2 separate regions of the Mus musculus genome follow, and region 2 is linked to region 1. A link is a contact called in public HiChIP or PLAC-seq data. All regions are on one chromosome and are shown on one strand. Each heading gives the region's core, a stretch centred on a gene start, on an enhancer-like site or on the middle of the called end of the contact. The rest is flanking DNA. Distances are from core to core; before and after follow the strand shown.

Region 1 (3,297 bases), core at 243-2,742:
ATGTCAAAAGGCAACAACAAGGTCTCCAAGAGGAGTCCTGGCAAGCATCCAGTATTAATAGAATAAGAAGCCAGAGGCTTCAAACCAGACCAACAAGTCACTACAATGAACATTTGCAAGTGAAGAAGTGTGGACAAAGGGTCTGCTATGGGACACACTGTGGCACACTACAGCTTCCATGATGAGATTTCCTTCTCCTCTGTTGGGGGAAGGTTGCAAGGGTGGAGGGCAGGTACGGAAGAGAGGGAGAGGGGTGGGGTTGGGGTGCATGATGTGAAATTCACAAAGAGCCAATGAAAAGTTTTCTTTTTAAAAAAGACACAGGGCTTCACCTGTCTCTGTCCTCACTGAAGTTATAGGAATGTCACTGTACACTAATTCTGTGTGGGTGTTTGGGGACTCAGGTCCTCATGCATGTGAGGTAAGCGCTTCATCCACTGAGCCATCTCTTGAGGTCCCCTCCCCTCAGGACTGCTTTTGAGGCTAGGATCTCACGTAGCCCAGGCTGGTCTCCAATTGGGTAAGTAGCTGGGGATGACCCTTAAACTCCTGATCCTCTGTCTTCCTCTCCCAAGTGCTGGGGTTTCAGTCATGCACTTCCATACTACGCCTGGTTTATGAAGTGCTGGAGGTCAAACCCAAGGTTTCCGGCATGCTAAGCAGCACCCTACCTACCAACTGAACCACATCCCCAGCCCCTAAAATCTTGGCTTTTAAAGAACAGGTGTGAAAATGGCACATATGCTCCTGCCCAAAGTAGGAGCATCGTAAACACGTGACCCTGGTGTGCACCATTAAGCAATGATAAGAAAAGGCGAATGAATGAGTGAATGAATGAATGAATGAATGAATGAATGAATGAATGAGATGAATAGGGCAGAGCTGCTGGAGCAGTTCTGCAGTTAACACATCCAGACTTGGTCCCTGATGATTTAACATTTTCTATCATATTTATTTATTTATTTGGTGTGGGGTTGTGGAGGTCAGAGGACAAGTTGCAGGAGTCACGTCTCTCCATCCACCCTGTAGGTCACAGGGATTGAACTCGGGTCCTTGAGCTTGGCAGCAAACATTTACTGCTGAACAAAGGCTATTACTGTCATCTCACGGGCTCCTTGGTGACTTTTAGCAGCTGTGTGACCCAGTGGGTCCTCCGAGCCCATTTCTGTTCTAGAAATGGTTAACTGTCTTTGGAACCTTGGGGAATCGAGTTTGAATCCCCACTCTGCCCTTTCCTTCTGAGTGATCTTGGCAAACACTCTTACATCCATGAGGCTCAGTTTTCCCACCTGTAAATCGGAGCAGGTGGCCTCATGAGGCATACTGGAGTCATTTAATGGGGTACCTAAGAGCTCAAAGAGAAGGGGGCGGAGTCAGGTGTAGCCAGCCCCTGGACTGTGTCCGGACAGACGTGAAAGGAATCTCAGGCAAGCCAGCTGGAGGCCAGGGGCTGCGCATGCGCAGAGCATCCCTGTGCTCCTTTATAAGTGAGGAGGCTGCGCCTGGCGTGCTGAGCGCCTGGGCTCTAGGGCTGAAGAAACACCGGGAGCGGGGCGTCGCGTCCTTTGTGCCCGGAACCGTGGGGATGTGTTCGCGCTAAGGAGCCAGGTGTGGGGGGGCCGGAAGGAGGGGGGCAACAGAAAATAGGGCTTGGGGAGGACTGACCAGAATGAAGGGGAAGCCCCCTCCTCGATGAAAATGGGCAGGGAACGATGGGGGAGGGGAACCAAGTTTGGGGGGCCTGAGTGCATGAGGGGCGGCCTTAAGGGTGTTGGGAATGGAAGGGAGTCTTGAATGAAAAGACTTTCCCATCTCTGGTAGGGAGGATCCCTGGCTGCATATAGTTCTCTGGATCAAGCAGGAGGTGCTGAAAGCTAGGGCTAGGGGAGGGGTACCCCGAGTTTGGAATAAAGACAAGCTGGGAACTTGAAATGGGGACCTCCAATTTACACATGAATGGAAGGCTGTGGTGGGGAAAGGGTCCCCCAATTTAAGAGTGTGTGTAGCAGAGTCTCTTCCCTGGAAAAGGAAGTCAGACAGGTCTCTGTCCTCTTACTGCATCCTGAGCTAAGAAGGAGGCTCAGACACCCATCCTAAGAGTCACCCTGGTTTTCTAACAGATAAGGAGTTGGGGTGCAGTCCCTTTCCCCAGTAAGCATGTTTACTGTCCTGGCTAATGCTGGGTGTGGGTTCTGGTATGCCCCAAAATGGATGTTCAGGACCTGGATGGACCCTGTGAGGGGACAGGACCCCCCAGATGCCTCACATCTCCATGTAATCTCAGCACTCCACCCCAGTGCTTCACCCCCAGTCTACCTGTATGGTGCATTTTAAAACTCTCTTTGGATGATCAGGTGGTAGAAGGGAAGGGACCCAGTGCTTGGGTATAGGAGTGACCCCCGTGCATACACCACAGTGTGGCTTTGTTCATTCTAAGTGTGTTTGGGATAAAGCCAGGCTGAGGCAGTCCAGGATGGGTGACATGTGGGGACCAGTTAGGAAGGTATGAATTCATACATTGTGCCATCCCAGACTCTGGCAGTCTCGGTGATCCCTGGCCGTCCCTACAGGGAGACAAGGAAGGTTTTCACCCCAGGAATCGGGGGTCTTTGTGTGTCAACGAGCTATGAGGAGAGGCATGTCTAGGGTCTCCTGTGACTGATATAACTGCTAACAGTGTCTTTTGTTACAAAACTATGCTGGGGCCACATTATCAGTGGCCCTGCATCGGTCACCAAGGCCACATGCATCCCAGGGCTGGTGTGGCAGCCTGTGGGAGGAGCCAGACCTGGTGAACGGATTCGTTAGGGGCTTCAGCAGAGGGCTCCAGATTGTGGGTGTCTTTGTGTAGAGGTCGCGCAGCCTACTCCGCCAACACAGGCATGGTTCCCTTTGTTAATGTCCCTGAAAGTCTCTGTGTGTGTCTCTCCTGGGGTGTGTCTTGTGAATAGGGAAAGGGGATTCAGAGCATGGGAGTGCAAACCTGAGGAGCCACAGTGGGCACGGAGGCCAGGGTGGAGGTCCTCAGCTTGGCTTCCTTTCTTCTCCAGTGTTCTACACTCATGCACACACATCCAGTGTGAGTCTCGGGCCAGGAACCCTCAGTGTGTGCAAGAGTGTGTGCATACATGCGTGTGGCTTTCCTCGCCCCCACCCCACCCCCACTCCCGGGACCAGAAATCCTTCTGGAGCTGATGCACCCACATCACAGGGTGCCGACATAGACATACCCTCGCCTAGACACAGCACCACAGATGCACACCGTCACATATCCAGGGACAATAGATGACAACTGCC
Region 2 (3,297 bases), core at 469-2,968, 220 kb before region 1:
TATTGCTTTCCGTTATAATGGCTCTCTCCTGGTTGACAAGTGTTTTCGAGGATAAAACCAGAGCTACAGGCAGGCTGATCTGGGAGCCCTAGTCGTCCTTTCCACCAGGAATAGACGAGAGAGCCCAGTGAGAGCGTTTTCTGGTTTGACACCTCATGGCCCCAGCCTGCCGGTGCACAACAGAGCTATGGAGACCCAGTGATTCAGGGGCCTCCCTTAGCCTGGGTTGGGCCTGAGCATTCTCTGGTTGCACAGTACCTGCCTTCTGGAGTCAGGTGCTCCCACAACCTTGTTAGAAACTTGCAGGCTGAAGGGAAGGGGCCAGGATTGCCTTGGGCCTGTGCCACTCAGGCATCTGTGTTGCCCTCACACTAACCAAACCTGAAAGCTGCAGGCCAGTACTGACTGTTGATGTTTGGGCTTTTCCAGTTACTGTGGAATCCATGATCCTGCCTGCGTGGTTTACTGTAATACCAGCAAGAAGTGGTTCTGCAATGGCCGAGGAAATACTTCTGGCAGGTAGCTGACAGCCATGCATGTGTGTTTAATCAGCAACACTAGGGCTGCTGTGAGTTACGGTGTTGTTGGAGCAAAGCTGGAATGAGATGGTGCTGGTGAACCTGGGCTCCCCCTTTGACTGGTGTAACTTGAAACAGATGGTGGCGTGTGAACGCTTCGACATGTTTATCCTTGATTGATTCTCTGCCTCGCTCATTATGTGAGGAGTTTGGCTTAATTCTGTTCTCAGGCTGTGCCTGCCTCTCATGAAATGAGGCTGGCATGGCCTGCCTGTCCTTGTTCCTGGGAGGTTGAGGGCATCCAGCTGAGCCAGTTGACTTGATTGTCTCTGGAACCAATGGTTCAAGATCCTAAGTCATTAGGAACAACTAGACTCATCCCTATATCATGCTGGCTCTCCATGCAAGTGTCAGTAAACACTGTTGGAGAGAAACAACTGAGCCAGGTGTGCCTGTTTCCCACTGCCACCAGGGGTGTGGCTTGTTTCTGAGGACATTCTGTAAAAAGAATGCCACAGAAGGTTGTAGGTACCAGGTCTACAGTGAGGCAGGGATTATCATCTTTAAAAGATCTTAAAGTCACTTTCAGGGACCAAGACATCCCATTCTCAGAAGGAGGAGTAAGACCTACAAAGCTAAGAATGGCTGGATGGTCACTACAGTGGGGGTTTCATGGGATCATACAGAAAGACAACTAAGACAGTCAGGAAGAACTGGCAGAGCCTGTGGGCCCTGAGGTGGCCAGCCAATGTGGGCCACTATTGGGGTAGGCCATGTCCTCATATGTGACGGGGAAGGGATGGGAGCTATGGTCCTTAGGGCAGCTCCTTGCTATAGAGACCAGGAGGTGACCTGTTTGTTTAAATAGGCATGGAAAAAGAGGACCTGGAAGGAGCCATTTTTGCTGAGCATGGCTGCCAGAGGTTAAGTTAGCACCATGTGCTGGGGCTAGAGAAAGAGGAAATGGAGGGGTTGTGTGAGTCAGTGAACAAGCGAGCGGGGCTGAGGCTCCCTGGGCACCTGTGCCCCTGAGGTGTGACCATCTGGCCTGTGCTGACAGACCATGAGCAGTACTGGACATTTTGCATGGGGTAGCCGACCTGGAGGTGCCGAGAAGCCAAGCTTGGGGTGTTAACTGCGATGGTTTCCTGGTCTCAGCCACATTGTGAATCACCTCGTGAGGGCAAAATGCAAGGAAGTGACGCTGCACAAGGACGGGCCTCTGGGCGAGACCGTGCTGGAGTGCTACAACTGTGGCTGCCGCAACGTCTTCCTGCTGGGCTTCATCCCTGCGAAGGCCGACTCTGTGGTGGTGCTGTTGTGCAGGTGAGCTGCCTGCAGCAGGGCTGGGCTGGAGAGGACAGTGTCTGCTGGGACCAAGTTCTGTGTGTATTCTGGTCAAATTAGAAAATGAAGTCTGGCCTGATGTGGTAGTGTACACTTTTAACTTCAGCCCTGGGGAGGCAAAGGCAGAAGTTTCTCTGAGTTCAAGGCCAGCCTGGTCTACAAAGAGAGGCCAAGGCCAGCCAGGGCTACCCAGTTAGAACCTGTCTGAAAAACTGAAAGAAGGAAAGTGACAGGTCTGCTGTGAACTGAGGCCAGAGCTGGGCGTGCAGATGCTGCTGCTGCCTTCTGGCTAGTTTGAGGCCTCCTGGGCCAGGTCCCAACCCTCTCTCCTGCCCCACACCTGCACAGGCAGCCCTGTGCCAGCCAGAGCAGCCTGAAGGACATCAACTGGGACAGCTCACAGTGGCAGCCCCTAATCCAGGACCGGTGCTTTCTGTCATGGCTGGTCAAGATTCCCTCTGAGCAGGAGCAGCTGCGAGCACGGCAGATCACGGCACAGCAGATCAACAAGCTGGAAGAGCTCTGGAAGGTGAGCCACTCATAGACAAAAGAAAAGTAACGTGGCAAGCCTCACACTGGGCAGGAGATATTGGGGGTGGGGGTGGGGACATGACCTAGGGCTCTGCAGGGGACATAGTGGATGGTCTGAGTAATTGGGTTAGGCTGTTATGAGATTCCTACTCCAAGGAGCACCTGTCCTTATCCCTAATGACAAGTCAGGGTTCCAGATTAGGTTGGAGTTCTGTTCTGGCTAGCTTTAGACTCTGACCTTGTTTTCCAAATGTGACTAGGGGTGTCAGTTGAGCACCCTCTAACCAGGAATCCCAAGTAGTATTGGATAGAAACCTTCTAAGCTTGTCCAGCTTAGTCTCTTTGCACTTGGGTGGTCAAGTTCCAGTTACCTCAGTATGCCCAGGTTCTCTGCTCTCTGTCTCAGTGAGGCTCACAGAGGGCAGTTGGTCCCAGAGGAGGTATGTTGCTACAGGATATGAGAGAGGGACTTGGCTCACTGGGAGAATCATGAGACTCTGACAGCCGAATCTGGGGCTCCAGATGGGCCTGAGTATTGTGCTGGGCTGTGGGGGTGCTGTTGCCAGGTTTATTGGGGTTAGAATGGTGTTGAGTATGCCAGGGCCATCAGAACAGTAGGCTCAGCGCAGGCCCCGGCACAGTGGCCACTCTCCACCTACGAGGGTTTGTGCTGAGAGGCCTTGGCTTGCTTCTGAGCTCTTGATCACTGGCTGCCAGGACGAACACAGCACTATTCTTGGCCATAGGAAAATCCTTCAGCCACTCTGGAGGACCTGGAGAAGCCAGGCGTAGACGAGGAGCCACAGCACGTGCTCCTGCGTTACGAGGATGCTTACCAGTACCAGAACATCTTCGGGCCACTGGTCAAGCTGGAGGCTGACTATGACAAGAAGTTGAAGGA

What was found. HiChIP or PLAC-seq counts read pairs in DNA pulled down with a chosen protein or histone mark.
Region 2: an H3K27ac HiChIP or PLAC-seq map of microglia shows a contact between it and region 1, with 5 times the contacts expected there. The contact joins the enhancer-like site here to the promoter of Ncan in region 1. A contact is called at or near these places in 3 of 39 promoter capture datasets (the C10 cell line, liver and pre-B cells), 1 of 115 datasets of contacts at active chromatin or transcription factors (microglia) and 2 of 9 other capture datasets (liver and pancreatic islet).

What each region holds. Positions count from the first base shown.
Region 1 is chr8:70,119,039-70,122,335 of GRCm38.p6, reverse strand. It overlaps Ncan (neurocan), which reads left to right and starts at 1,492. Exons shown (of 15, transcript NM_007789.3): 1 at 1,492-1,608.
Region 2 is chr8:70,340,557-70,343,853 of GRCm38.p6, reverse strand. It overlaps Upf1 (UPF1 regulator of nonsense transcripts homolog (yeast)), which reads left to right. Exons shown (of 24, transcript NM_030680.3): 3 at 430-519; 4 at 1,677-1,844; 5 at 2,214-2,394; 6 at 3,143-3,297. Among named protein-coding and RNA genes, the nearest start is that of Upf1, 11 kb to the left of the region's middle. Within about 2 kb of position 1,718, at least 52 of the 459 cell types and tissues checked have an H3K27ac peak or open chromatin away from gene starts, as enhancers often do. A contact at or near this core is called in microglia, where this site is marked.